Regions from separate parts of the Ovis aries genome. Here region 2 is linked to region 1. Evidence: chromatin contacts called from public Hi-C data. All regions are on one chromosome and are shown on one strand. Each heading gives the region's core, a stretch centred on a gene start, on an enhancer-like site or on the middle of the called end of the contact. The rest is flanking DNA. Distances are from core to core; before and after follow the strand shown.

What was found. Hi-C and Micro-C count contacts between places; a contact is called where the count stands out from the background.
Region 2: a contact with region 1 is called in a Hi-C map of hypothalamus, with 5 times the contacts expected there. The contact joins two enhancer-like sites. A contact is called at or near these places in 3 of 16 Hi-C or Micro-C datasets (hypothalamus, liver and tail adipose tissue).

Annotation. Positions count from the first base shown.
Region 1 is chr6:109,514,195-109,520,861 of ARS-UI_Ramb_v3.0, forward strand. No RefSeq gene overlaps it. Among named protein-coding and RNA genes, the nearest start is that of BOD1L1, 30 kb to the left of the region's middle. Within about 2 kb of position 2,632, at least 6 of the 54 cell types and tissues checked have an H3K27ac peak or open chromatin away from gene starts, as enhancers often do. A contact at or near this core is called in hypothalamus, where this site is marked.
Region 2 is chr6:109,682,751-109,689,417 of ARS-UI_Ramb_v3.0, forward strand. It overlaps the pseudogene LOC106991216. Among named protein-coding and RNA genes, the nearest start is that of BOD1L1, 200 kb to the left of the region's middle. Within about 2 kb of position 2,816, at least 17 of the 54 cell types and tissues checked have an H3K27ac peak or open chromatin away from gene starts, as enhancers often do. A contact at or near this core is called in hypothalamus, where this site is marked.

The DNA.
Region 1 (6,667 bases), core at 1,382-3,881:
GGGGAGGGTCTCCTGCCATTTGTGTGCTGTATGGGGCTCAGTTATGGGTGTGGGGGCATTCAGTGGAACCTGCCCATGGGTCAAAATGTGGTCCTGCTGCAACTTTGCAGCCTCAGTGTGTGGATAACCTTTGTGCAACCCTCTCGGTCTGGAAACTAGAGTCAGAAGCACAGCTCACGTGCTCCGAAGGACCCCTGTCCCCGCTGACTCCCACACTCCACATCTCCACAAATCAGGTGGTGCTTGACTGCTCCCCCAAAAGGACTCTGGAGGGTGGTTTCTTGCTTGCAGCCCCTCCAGACCAGCTCCAGCCTAGCCAGAGCCACAGACTTCTCTACTATCCTGTGGGCTTTCCCAAAGAAGCTTGAATGTCCCCCGTCTTTGCCTGTGGGTGCTCAGCCTAAGCCATAGGGTGCCTTATACAGTTACTCTTTACCACAGATAATGGTTCTTTGTGTTACACTTCCTCTGGTTAAGTCATGGTGTATTCTGTCTCCTGATCACTGTCATAGCACGTGATCACTGGAAGAAGGCGAAAGAGTAGGGAAGGGAAAAAAGCCAATAAGAAAAGCATTAATGAGTGGATCACTATTATCGGTACTTGGGATACAATCACACTTGTGTCGTTTGAGACTCTAAGTGCCCCAGCAAGAGGCAAGAGGACTGCATATTTATCTCCCAACTCCTGTCTCTCATTGATTGAGGGTTGCTTTTGGGAACTTTAATTCCCTGGCACTTTGGTTCTGCCCTGCATGCCTGAACTTCCCAAGGCCTATTTTACTTGTGTAGTTAGAACACCCCCTCAGGTAGAGAGAAACAGGTCCTTGATGGCAATATCCCTGTGAACATGGGAACTTCCTGTGATGCTACAGGTGACCTCTAGGGTGGACCAAGGCGATGGAGGCAGCCATGGTGTAGCTACTATAGACTTGTTGGGGGATACTGGGTGGCAGATGAATGGCTCAGACTGATGCAGGGTGAAGTTTCTGGAAAAGTCCAGTGGTAGATGATCAAACGCTCTCCTGACTGGTAGAATTTAATTGTATGGTCAGTGTTTGCTCTGGATAATTGGGTTTTCCTTTGACAGTCTCACTGGCTTGCTAGCTGCCTTGGAAGACACTGTTTTCTAACCATTTCGCATACAAAAAGCCAGACCTGGCTTCCATCAATGGCTGGCAGCCCTGCCATTTTCAGGAGGTGCTGATGGTTGTGGCATCCAAGAGGAAAAAGGCAGTGGTGTTTGTATTTTCCATTTTGCCCTTTACAAGAACATTTCAGCTGAAGCGGAAGGCTTTTTTTTTCCCTTCACCCTGGGTGTTTTAATAGAATTCTTGGTGACATTAAGCCCTTTTAATTCTGAGTACCAGCTTCTAAAGTTCAGTGACGACGGAGCTCTGTTCAGCTGTGGAATGCAGTGGATACCAAGGTGAGAGATTTTAATCACCAGGAGGACCGGAGTAAAAATACAGCCAGGAGGCAAGGTTATTACAAAAGGCCACGGACAATGTTTGTCTGTGGGAAAGTGTGGGCTGAAGGAGGTTACTTTTATATTGAAATTTTTAAATCATTCACATTTTGCAAGATGGTAATCAATGTAGAGGGTTTCAAAACTGGCAATATGTTCTTTCTACATGTAAAATAGTCAGTGAAGAAAAAACAAGGAAACTTACTCTGTCCTAAAATGAAAAGATCTCTGAGACATGTGACAAAAGCAGGAAAATACTGAATAGTTAATTACTGCATGAGAAAGAAAGGGGAAAAATGATACAGTCACCTTTGCTTGTATGTATATAAAAATCTAATAAAACTATCTATGTATGGTTTAGGAGGGCAAAAACAAAGTGATTTTTTTTCAGTTTATAACTTTTATGTCATTTTCTTTTAAAAATCACATCAAAGTATTTTCTGTCCAGATAAATGAAACCAAAGCCCAGTGAAGAACACGATCATTGGAGGACATGTCTCTGTTCTTTGATCATTTGTACAAACTTTGAAGGCAGCTTTGGATGGGAAAATGCATTCCACAAAGTCAAATATCTGTGCATCAGTTCGGTTCAGTCAGTCAGTCGTGTCCAACTCTTTGTGACCCCGTGGACTGCAGCACGCCAGGCTTCCCTGTCCATCACCAACTCCTGGAGCCTACTCAAACTCATGTCCATCGCATCAGTGATGCCATCCAACCATCTCATCCTCTGTTGTCCCCTTCTCCTCCTGCCTTCAATTCTTCCCAACACCAGGGTCTTTTCAAATGAGTCATCAGGTGGCCAAAGTATTGGAGTTTCAGCTTCAGCATCAGTCCTTCCAATGAATATTCAGGACTGATTTCCTTTAGGATGGACTGGTTGGATCTCCTTGCAGTCCAAGGGACTCTCAAGAGTCTTCTCCAACACCACAGTTAAAAAGCATCAATTCTTCGGTGCTCAGCTTTATAGTCCAAGTCTCACATCCATACATGACCACTGGGAAAACCTTAACTTTGACTAGATGGACCTTTGTTGGTAAACTAATGTCTCAGCTTTTTAATATGCTTTCCAGGTTGGTCAGAGTGATTCCTTTGCAAACATTGTGGGCGTGGGTGTTTTCAGTTGATCATGGAAATTTTTTTGCATCTATGCTGCTATTTTCCACACAGGCAGCAGAGGGCAGTGTTTCCCTGTTTTCCTTTGTGCTTTTCCCCATCTCCACAGCCTCAAAGGCAAAACCAACCAAGATAATTCAAATCTATGATAAAATGTACCACATTTTCTAGGTTTGTGTTGTTACTCTCTCAGCCCCAAAATGGGACTTGAAGCTTCCAACAGGCTGCTTAATGATTATTCAAGAGGGGCTGGTGATTGGGTTTGCTGGGGTGGTTTTTATCCTCTCTTGTCTTTCTCCCCTTTTGTCATTCCACTCAGCTCCCATCCATCACTTTCCATAATCAAGTCATAGAAAAAGACCCTTAGATTATGAAAACTCACAGCCTTCTCTCTCTCCCTCTCTCTTTTACTTTGCAGATAAGACTCAGAATTTGGAAGGCAAAACAAACAAACAAATAAAAAGGGAGAATTTTGGACTTCCATAAATAGTGCTAATGTTGTGGGGAAAAAAGAGCTAAAAGGGGACGAGCCTAAGCCGTGTCTGAGTGGTTACCTCTGTGCCTGGCTGGGGGAGCTCCTGGGGTGAGTTCTCACATTCACTACAATGAGGACGTGCATGAGCCATTTTGAAAAGGAAATGAAAGCTCACAGGTGATGGACAATGCCCAAATTCATGCTGCTGTAAAAAGATAGAATTGGGAGGCAGATTGCATCCAAAGCTGAGCAATTGACACGTTTTTTTCCCCTGCACCATCCTAAGCAGACAGAAGGTGTTGTAGCCACGCGTTCCGGGAAACAAACTCACTCAGAAGGACAACGCAGATACCGGAGTGCTGTTTATGACACCGGCGGGTGCAAGGCAGAGTCTCCTCTTAGCCAAGGACTCCGACCAGCTTTTGTGAAAACCTTATATACCCTAAGTGTATGTGCTCAAACCCACCTCCCCAAATTCTCTGGAACTAATTTGAACATAGGAAAAGAAAGATGCAATCAAAGTTAACCCTTCATTCGTCTGCCTTGAGCCTAGGTAGTTAACAGTGGACAATTATCAGAAGGCCTGTGGTCATACCTCAATAAGCATAATAGAATGTATGATTGATTCTATGCGGTTACACAGATAATTAGGGTATTCCTTTAGGCGATGGGATAGTCTAGGTATGAGCCCTAGGGCTCTTCCTTCTGCGGGCCTGATTTTCCTGTTGGTATGTCGTCGTTTCCATAGATACTGGGCATACAGCTCAAAGTCCACAGTCCAGCCATGATGGAATCCTGCTTTCAAGATGGAGTCTGTTCTGTTTCCTTCTTCAAAGGCAGTGCTGGCCCTTTGGCTCTCTCTCTGGCCGCCCCACCCCTCCCCCCCGCCCCGGCTTCCCCGGGGAAGTTGGCCTCTGTGCTCAACTCTGACAGGAGCATGCACCATCCTTTCCACACAGTGTCTGGAAGGAGACAAAAGGGAGAAGCGGAAACCTCAGGAGCTCCCCTGTGTTCAGCAGACGTTTGTCTTTGTTGTACCTGGGCAGAGCTTCCTTCAGCAAAGGCAGCAACATTGGACGGCCCAAGGCCAGAGATTCCTTGAGCTGTGTGACGCTGTGGACTTGGGGAAGTCTTGTGTTGAGTAATACCAGCTCCCCCGGAGACTGGTGGCCCTTGCCCATGCCAAGTGGGACAAGGAGAAGGTCTCCATGGGGGTAAGCATGGCTTTTGCAGGTTTTTTATTTTTATTTTTTTTATTGTTTTGGCATGCTGCTGTGGCATGTGGGGGTCTTAGTTCCCTGACCAGGGACTGTACCTGCGCCCCTTACAGTGGGGGTGGGGTTAACAGCACTGTTTCCAAATTGTTTTGGAATAGTTTGTGTGTGTGTGTGTGTGTGTGTGTGTGTGTGTGTGTGTGTGTTTGTAACCAAAACCCTGGTAGCAGGACCCTTCGGGGCCTTCCCAGGACAGGCCTTCCCCTTTATCTCTCGATTTAACTTCTCTTCTAAGCACCTAGATAGCAGTATCCGATGCAAATTTCCTAAGTTGTTTTGCAGGTGTGGCAACAGGAAGAGGTTAACTACTTGATGACCTTGAGCACAGGTCAAGCCCTGGGGCTCCTGGAGCCTGAGGCCTGATCAAGTTAACCCCTGTGACACCACCTGTTCCCTCACCAGCTGTCAATCAGAGAACTGTGCACGGTCTGATCACTTACTCTGCGACCCTCTTCCCTCACCCGGCTCTTAGAAATGCTCTGCTAAATGCCTGCAGGGAGCTTGAGGCTTTCTAGGGCCTGAGTCACCCCCCTCCTGGCTCGGCCCTGCAATAAAGCATTCTCAGCTCTGAACTCTAATGTTGCAGTTTGTTCCGTCTCACTGTGAGTCGGGCCGAGAGCTTGGTTAACACAGTTTCTAAGTGCTCCTGCTTTCTCATCCCAACTTCCTGGCAAATGCCCGCAGATGAAGATGATGGTGAAGATGCAGAAATGGACAGTTCGGAGCAGTTGTTGTTCAGTCGCTCAGTCGTGTCCAGCTCTGCAGCCCCGTGGACTGCAGCAAGCCAGGCCTCTCTGTCCTTCACTATCTCCCAGAGTTTGCTCACACTCACATCTGTTGATTGAGTCAGCATTGGATGGACTAATTACAATAGCAAACAAAGGACAGTGGTGAAGCACATTTTACCCATAGTGAAGGTCTTTGGAATAGTCTTGGGTGGCGTCCATCCCCTGTTTGAGTAACACCAGCTCTCCTGGAGACTTGTGACCAGCGCTAAGTAGGATAAGGAGAAGGTCTCCTTGGGGGTAAGCATGACTTCTGCATGGTTTTTTTTTTTTTTTTTTGGCCTCCCTGCTGTTGCATGTGGGATCTTAGTTCCCTGAGCAGGGATTGAACCTGCGCCCCCGACAGTGGATGTGTGGAGTTTTACCCACTGGACAGCCAGGGAAGTCCCCTCTTTCCCACGTTTTAACACTTGCTATGTTGCCGTTTCAACAGAGAGGAGCAAACAGCAGACTGAGGTCCTTGTGGGGACAACAGGAGGCAGCTAGAATATTTTTAGGTTGCCTTCTTAGTTATATTCTGTTCATGGCAAATGATTGTGATCTTCTGTTTACAGAAGTAAAACATGTCCTTTGCAATACATTTTGATTAAAAAGTTAACCTAAAAATAGATGAGCCCATATAGGGTACCTGGCATGTACGTGTAGCAAAAGTGATGAAAGGGTTTGAAAATGAAATATGGAGATGCTGGACAGATTATTTCTAAAGTGTCTTCGATCTTAGTCAACTGATGACTTTGCATCATTAGAGAATCACGGGAAAATCAGAATTGGGCAATTTCAGAACTTTCTGGGGATCATCTAACCCAGTTTTCTTGCTTTATAGTTGATGAGAAGGAGGCTCAGAGGGACGTGACTGGCTCAAGGTCCCCCGGTGCTCTGTTGGCTGATAATCTGTGTGTGGGGTGTGTGTGTAGGGTTGGGGGGAGCTGGATGATGGTCTAGACCAAGGGCTGCTTTAAGTAACACAGGTTGTCTTGGCACCAGGGCGGGAAAGAGGGTAGAGGAAGGGAAAGCAAAACCAATAGATAACAAGTGGGAAGATCCTTAACATCTCCGTTTTTTCAACTTGCTGCAGAAGCAGCAACAAGAGCTGGCTGGTTTTCCCTCAGTAGACGCAGCAATACTTTTTTTTTTTTTTTGCTGCGGAATGTGGTGTTAAACGCAATAGGTCAGCACTAAGCGATTGAAGTGACTTAGTAGCAGCAGCAGCAGCAAGCTTGAACAAAATGTGATGACTGATTCAGAAATGAAGGAACGGTAAGTCACAGCCGGCGAGTCCTGATTATGATATTGCTTATCAACGCGCTCCCCCCGCAACCTCAACCCCCCCCCCCCCCCCCCACCCCCCCACCTCCCGTCCAGGAACAAACAAAGCTGCAGGAGGGGAAGCTGAACCCAGAGGTCCTTGTCCTGGGGACACGTTAATTCCCGCCACGACAGTCATCTGTGAGGAAATCCGGTGTTGCAGGAGAACAGCTTCAAGCGGGCTGCGGGCGCTCTCGGGTGGGCGTCATGGTCCCCTGCGCCCTCCTTACCGTGCATCTTGCTTTCCAGC
Region 2 (6,667 bases), core at 1,566-4,065, 170 kb after region 1:
GAAAATACATCCTCGAGGTGTGAGGGCAGACTGACCCAAAAGATGCAGAGAAGAGAAACCCATGGCCCAATTTTGGCTCCTCTTTTGATATGCTTTTTTCTCCTCCCCCTGAGCCTACCCTATGTAATTTGGGCTAGCCAGGAGGGCTGTTTGTTTTCCTGAGGTTCTCACTCTGGTCCTCGGACCTTCCTTTGTTCTATTTTTGGGAGCTTTTCCCTTCTTTGTCTTTCAGTCTCCACCATTCTGGACTCCTTTTTCCTTTTCTCACTACTTAACACTTCTTACCCCTCTAAGTCTTCCATTAAAGTTTTTGCCTCCTGGCCAGTCATGGTGATGGGGGTTCCCTCCCTATCCTGGGATCTCCACACAGCAGTGGCCTGGGTAGGGAGAATCTCAATCCGAGGTTTCTCTCTTCCCCAGAGCACAATGCCTTGGCTCCAGGGTATATTCTTGATCCCAAATCCTCAGAGCAATTCCCTCAAGAAAGGTAACATGATCTTTTTCTCCCAAGAGGATGCTAAAACCCTGAGAGTTTAGATAATTGGATCAAAGGCATTGTCAACTACTAATTGGCACTTGCCAAGGGCATTTCCCATCTACCTCTACAAAGATTAAATTAGGAGCTGCTGCAGTTGCTGACCTTCAACACCCCCTGAAAGGAGATCAGAATGGAGATCAGAAATGAGGTACTCTCTGTGCTCTGGAAAATCTGGCAGAACAGGTCTTAGATATTTTCAAGAGCTGATTTTACGAGCCCAGTTCTTGCATCTCCTCACATCTAGAAAAGCAATAAAGTCCTTCATGGTGACCTCTGCTTCCCGTGACTAGCAGAAACCTGCAAAAATATGTGCTTGATTGAGTGAACTCCCTGTTCACTGAAGTCACATATATACTGACCTTCCCTCTACCTCTTTGGAGCTGTTTCTCAGAGCTATCTGAAATGTGCTCTCCTGAGCTATTCCTTATTTGGGCCCAAATAAAACCTAACTTGAAACTCTCACACTGTACATTTTTTAAAGTCGGCAACACAGAGCAGAAAAGAGGCAGCAGCTACAGGTGATTCTGTGCTGTAAAAACCAGGTCATGCTCTTTTCCCCATCTCTGCTTGGAGCCCTTTGGGTATGACACGCCATGGCCAAAACACAGAGTGAGCTGGTGACAGCCCCCACCTGTCACCATGACTCATGACCCTCTGAGCTCTCCACCACACACTCCACTTCAATCCCTGTCCTCTTCCTTTTCTACGTCCAAAGATGTTAACCGGCCCTTGGAATACTGTCTGCCAGCTACTGAGTGGAAAAATACCAACAGAGAAGCAGGGAAGCAAAAAAGAAAAGTGAAGAGGCAAACACCTTATTTATCACTCTTGACTTCATTACAAAAGATCTGCAAAGCTCACACACACACACACACACACACACACACAATCAACCTGCAAATCATGTTATGGTTAATAAAACAGTAATTTAACACCCCCCCTCAACCTTCCCTGGCAGTGTCCTGAGGTACTCACAATGCCCTTTCTATGTTTTATTTTAAGGCCCAGTACAAAAGGTGTTCACCTTAGTGTAATTAACTTTTTATCATTAAGATTCTGAAAAATTGAATTGTGTTAGACACAGGTCACCATAATGAGAATTTAATGGCGATGTATTACAATGCACACTAAGCTATGAATCTGTGCTAGAGGCGCCACATTGCTACTGACCTATGCAAATTTCCATCTCAGTGGCCCTTATTCTTCCACTGTGGCATCCGGCCCCCTCTCCGCTTCCCTCTCATCTCCTTAAACAATGATTCTCTCATTTTCATATTAATTGCATCACTTAACTGAGATAATGCTCCCTCTGAAATGAGCAGAGGGATGAATCACCGAAACGGGCCATTATTCTTTTTGCTTAACCAATTTCACAGGCCCCGCACAAAGCACTGCCTTCGTTTGGCTTCCTATAATTGCTTATCATTAGGCCCAGCCGCCCCACGAAGTACCTTTTTATTTATTTAAGTCTCATCTCTGATGGATGGAAAATGAGTCACTTGCTATCTGAGAGGCCCAGACAGTTTGAGGCAAGGGAGGTGGTGGGATACCCTGGAGGCCATAAATGGAGGAGAAGCAGCCTGGGCGAACAGCTCTGCCCCTTCCCCCTTTCCCACAGGATTCCAGGGACAGCCGCAGCTATCAGGTGCCCTGTGGCTTCCAGGAGCAGCCCTCTGGCTCCTGCTCCCGGATGATCAGATGATCGAGAGGTGGGAGGGCTTGACCGCACGATGATGGCAGCTTGGTACCCATGAGGGATGTGGATGAGGCTGTCCAGGTGCCTACTTCACCAGGGAAGTGAATAAGGCAGGTGAGAGGCTGTCCCCTGGCCTTGACGTTTATAGTCTGGACCCATCAGCATGAGATGGAAAGGGAATATCATGAAAAATTGCTGTTTATTCCTTCATTCTCTCTCTCCCCCTTTCATTCCTTTAAGGAAATCCAGAATTGTGAAAGAGAGAGGGAGAGAAGGAAAGGACATTTTCCGAGGGAAATGAGTCTGTTATCAGCCACACACATACTCAGAAAGGCATCAGGAGAGAACGGCTCCGTCGCCATGAAAAGGAAAATCTCCTATTAGACTGTCAGGGATCTGGGCTAAAGCGATCCCTGGAGGTTCACCTAGAGCACAGCCTGTACTTTGTTCCTGTGGATAAGAGGGCCTGTCAGAGCTAGCTGTCAGCGGCCTTGGGATCCGTTCTGTCGTAATACTGCTTCTCACATAGCGCTGGCATGACTCACGCCGCCGGTCTGTTTGGTAGCTGCTGTAATTTCACCTGTAACGCTCGTCCTCCTTTGTGCTCAGCACTCACCAGGGCTTCTCAGCTTGGCTCCCACACCCTCACAGGAACCCATCAGTAGCTTAACAGGGGACAATAAGAGTCTCCTGACTCATAGCTTTCGTTTCCTTGTCTGTGATGTTCCTGCGATGGCTGAGAGGGATGGAATCCAGCCCACAGCATTGTCCTCCTTGACAAGTAAGGGGGCTTACCTTGTCAGTATGCTTGAAGATACTTGGTTTAGGGCTGGGGGATGCAGAGGGTGGTGGTGCTCAAATATGGTCCTCCCACTATCAGCCTCACCCTCTGGGAACTTGTTAGAAATATTAATTCTCAGGCTCCACCCAGACCGCTGAGCTGGAAAATCTGAGGGTGGACTCAGTTAATAAATGATTATATTATTATTATCAGGAATTTAAATAAAGGAGTGCAAAGAGTGATACATGGGCTTCCCAGGGGGCAAAAGTGGTAAAGAACTGCTGATGGAGGACACATAGAGATGCGAGTTCTATCCCTGGGTCAGGAAGATCCCCTGGGGGAGCGCATGGCAACCCACTCCAGGATTCTTGCCTGGAGAATCCCATGGCCAGAGGAGCCTAGTGGGCTACAGTCCACAGGGTCTCAGAGTCAGACATGACTGAAGTGACTTACTGCACATCTCAACTCAACAATTCAAAGTGATGAGATCATCAGACATTTGCTGAGCTGCTGCTACATGTTCTGGTTTGAATTGCGGGGTCCTCTCACAGATATGGGACAGAGTGATGGGTGAAATTTGTAAAAGCCGAGAGGACTGGCATTGGGAGAGGAGCATTTTCTGAGGTGACTGGGGTGGCAAAGTTGGGGGGATTCAATTGCATGCAGGAAGAGACTGGAGTCAGGAACATAGAACTCAGTAGGGTGAGACCACATCGAGAATGATAGCAGAATCGGGCAGGAGGGGATGTAGTTTGTACAGGAGAATCCTGTAAGTCATTTGGGGCCAGATCAGAGAATCATGGGTGGTAAAGGAGCTCCATTTATCTGTGGGGCATGGAGATGGTTTGATGGTTTAAAGAGCTCAGGAGGATTCTGCTAGAGGCCACAGAAGATTTAATCTTGTATTTTTGAAATGATATTGAGAATTACTGTAAGGGAACTCTCTTCCTGTCTCCTGCAATCACAGGGCAGTAGGAACTCAGGGACACTGGCAGCCATCACTTGCCCTTTCCTAGGAGAGAAAGTGTGATCACTGGATGGGCAGTACCTGCTGTCGGTCAAGCCTGGGGAGTCCACTCCGTGGAAAGGTCTCTGTCTGATGGGAAATGAGATTGAAGGCCAAGTAGGAGCAGATTCTAGAGTCTTGGAAGCCAGGGTAAAGAGCTGGAGTCGTTATGAACTCTTGAGTTTGGGAACAAAAGAATAAAGCAGTGCCTCCAAGGCTGACTCAGCAGGTAAAGAATCTGCCCGCAAGGCAGGAGCCACAGGAGATCCCGGTTCCATCTCCAGGGTTGGGAAGATTCCCTGGAGCAGGAAATGGCAACCCACTCCAGTATTCTTGCCTGGAGAATTTCACGAACACACGAGCCTGGTGGGCTACAGTCCAAAGGGTTGCAAAGAGTAGGACACCACTGAGCACCCACAGCATACAAAGCATAATTGACAGTGATATTTGGATGAATCAAGTAGGAGAGGCTAGAAATCCTTATTATAGCATTGGCAACCCAAATTACCATTAATTTTTTTTTTTTTAAAGTTGTGTTCCTTTCTCCACAAGGCTGAAAGAGGAGGGCCTCCCTGGAGCTTCTAAATCACACCCCATTGCTTGGTTCTCTGGGTTTGTTTCATGGGTTGTAAATGAGAACAACCTAGTCCATAAGTGGCTTCTCTCATAGGGTGTGACTTATTTGTTTCTTGCATCAGATCATCCAAGCTTGGATAATTGGTGTTAGGAACCACTGAATTTTCTTGCTTTAAAATTGTCATGATAACAGTTACAGTTTAAGAGAAATTGTAGAGTGGCAATGCAGATATTTTTATTATTGTGAACATATTATTAAAATGAACAGGTTGGCGTATGTCATAAAAATTAAGCTGGTAGAGAGCTGAGCTTAGAATAATAATACTGAAAAAAAATACTTTGCAGTTGCACAGTACATTATGACTTGGTAATGGTTTATGTGGGCAAAATTGCTGCAAAAAAGAACCTAAAAATGTAGCAGCTCAAGGACTTGCCTGGTGGTCCACTGGTTAAGACTCCATGCTTCCAATGCAGCGGGCATAGGTTAGACCCTTGGTCAGGGAACTTAAGATCCTGCATGATGTGAGGCATGGCCAATAAATAAGTAAGTAAATACAAATGTAGCAACTCAACGCAATGAAAGCTTGATTATTTCTCACCTAAGACTTGAACAAGGATATCCCAGGTCAGCAGAGGTGGTTGGTGGTAGAGAGACAATTCCTGCTCCATGCAGTCTTTCAGGGACTCAGGTTGGCGGAGGTTCTGGCATCTTCCGCATACAACTTCCAATGCTGTCTCAAGGACCTTCTTTGTCTCTGACCACATAAAGGAGAAGAACAGAGAAGAGTCTGGAAGTTTCTTTGGCCTAGATCACTTACACTCACATCATATTGGCTCAGACCTAGTCACATGACTAAATTGCAAGAGAGCCTGGAAAATGCAATTAAGTCCTGCATGAGGAAAGAGAAAAATAGATTCCAGCTGGAATTCTTTTTATAGGAAATCTTACAGGTAATTTAATCTCAACTGAAAAAATCAGTGAAACACAGGTTAAACAAATTTCTTGGGAAATTTTTAGCTGCCAATGCACTAATCTGGGAATTATTCAAAATCATTTTATTACCTCCCTATTTATAAAAGCTAAGTATTCTGCTCATATGTGTGCTAAATTGATTCAGTTGTGTCTGACTCTTTGTGACCCTATGGACTGCAGCCCTCCAGGTTCCTCTGTCCTTGGAGATTCTCCAGACAAGAATACTGGAGTGGGTTGCCATGCTCTCTTCCAGGGGATCTTCCTGACCCAGGGACTGAACTTGTGTCTCCTGTGGTTCCTGCATTGCAGGAGGATTCTTTACCCTGAGCCGCTGGGGGAGCCCTAATCATTCACAGAACTAGGGATTTAGAGAACATCCACCATGTGACTAGTTCACCATCTCTATATACTTGAAATCCAGTGGAGGTCATAGTTCTACTGGCTTTCCAACTGAAGACTGGTTTCTTCACATGTTTAATGGACAATGAAACTCCCTTTACCTTTGATCTCTGAACACTATTTGAAACCAGAAACACGTATCTTATTTCCAAGATGGGCTACACTTTCTAGATAACATAAATATCACATTTGAACAGTGATACATGTTCATCATGCTGTAAGTTTCTCAAGAGGACAGAAAGTAAAAATTCTAGATATTTTATAAAATCATTTCAGTATCCAGCGTAGAGATTTAGCATCACACAGGAAGAGGTTTTAGTCTCAGTTTTGCAGTTCATTTACCCTCTTAAGCCATGGTTTCCTTTCCTAAAAACAAAAGAAAATATCCACGCTGTTCATGGGCTTCCCTGGTGGCTCAGACAGTAAAGAATCTGCCTGCAATGCAGGAGACCTGGGTTTGATACCTGGGTCAGGAAGAACCCTGGGAGAAGGGAAAGAGTATCCACTCCAATATTCTTGCTTGGAGAATTCCATGGACAGAGGAGTGTGGCAGGCTACCGTCCATTGGGTCAGAAAGAGTTGGACATGACTGACCAACTAACACTTTCATTTTTGGCTTCCCAGGTGGCACAGTGGTGAAGAATCTGCTTGCCAATGCATGAGATGCTGAAGCTCCAATAGTTTGGTCACCTGATGTG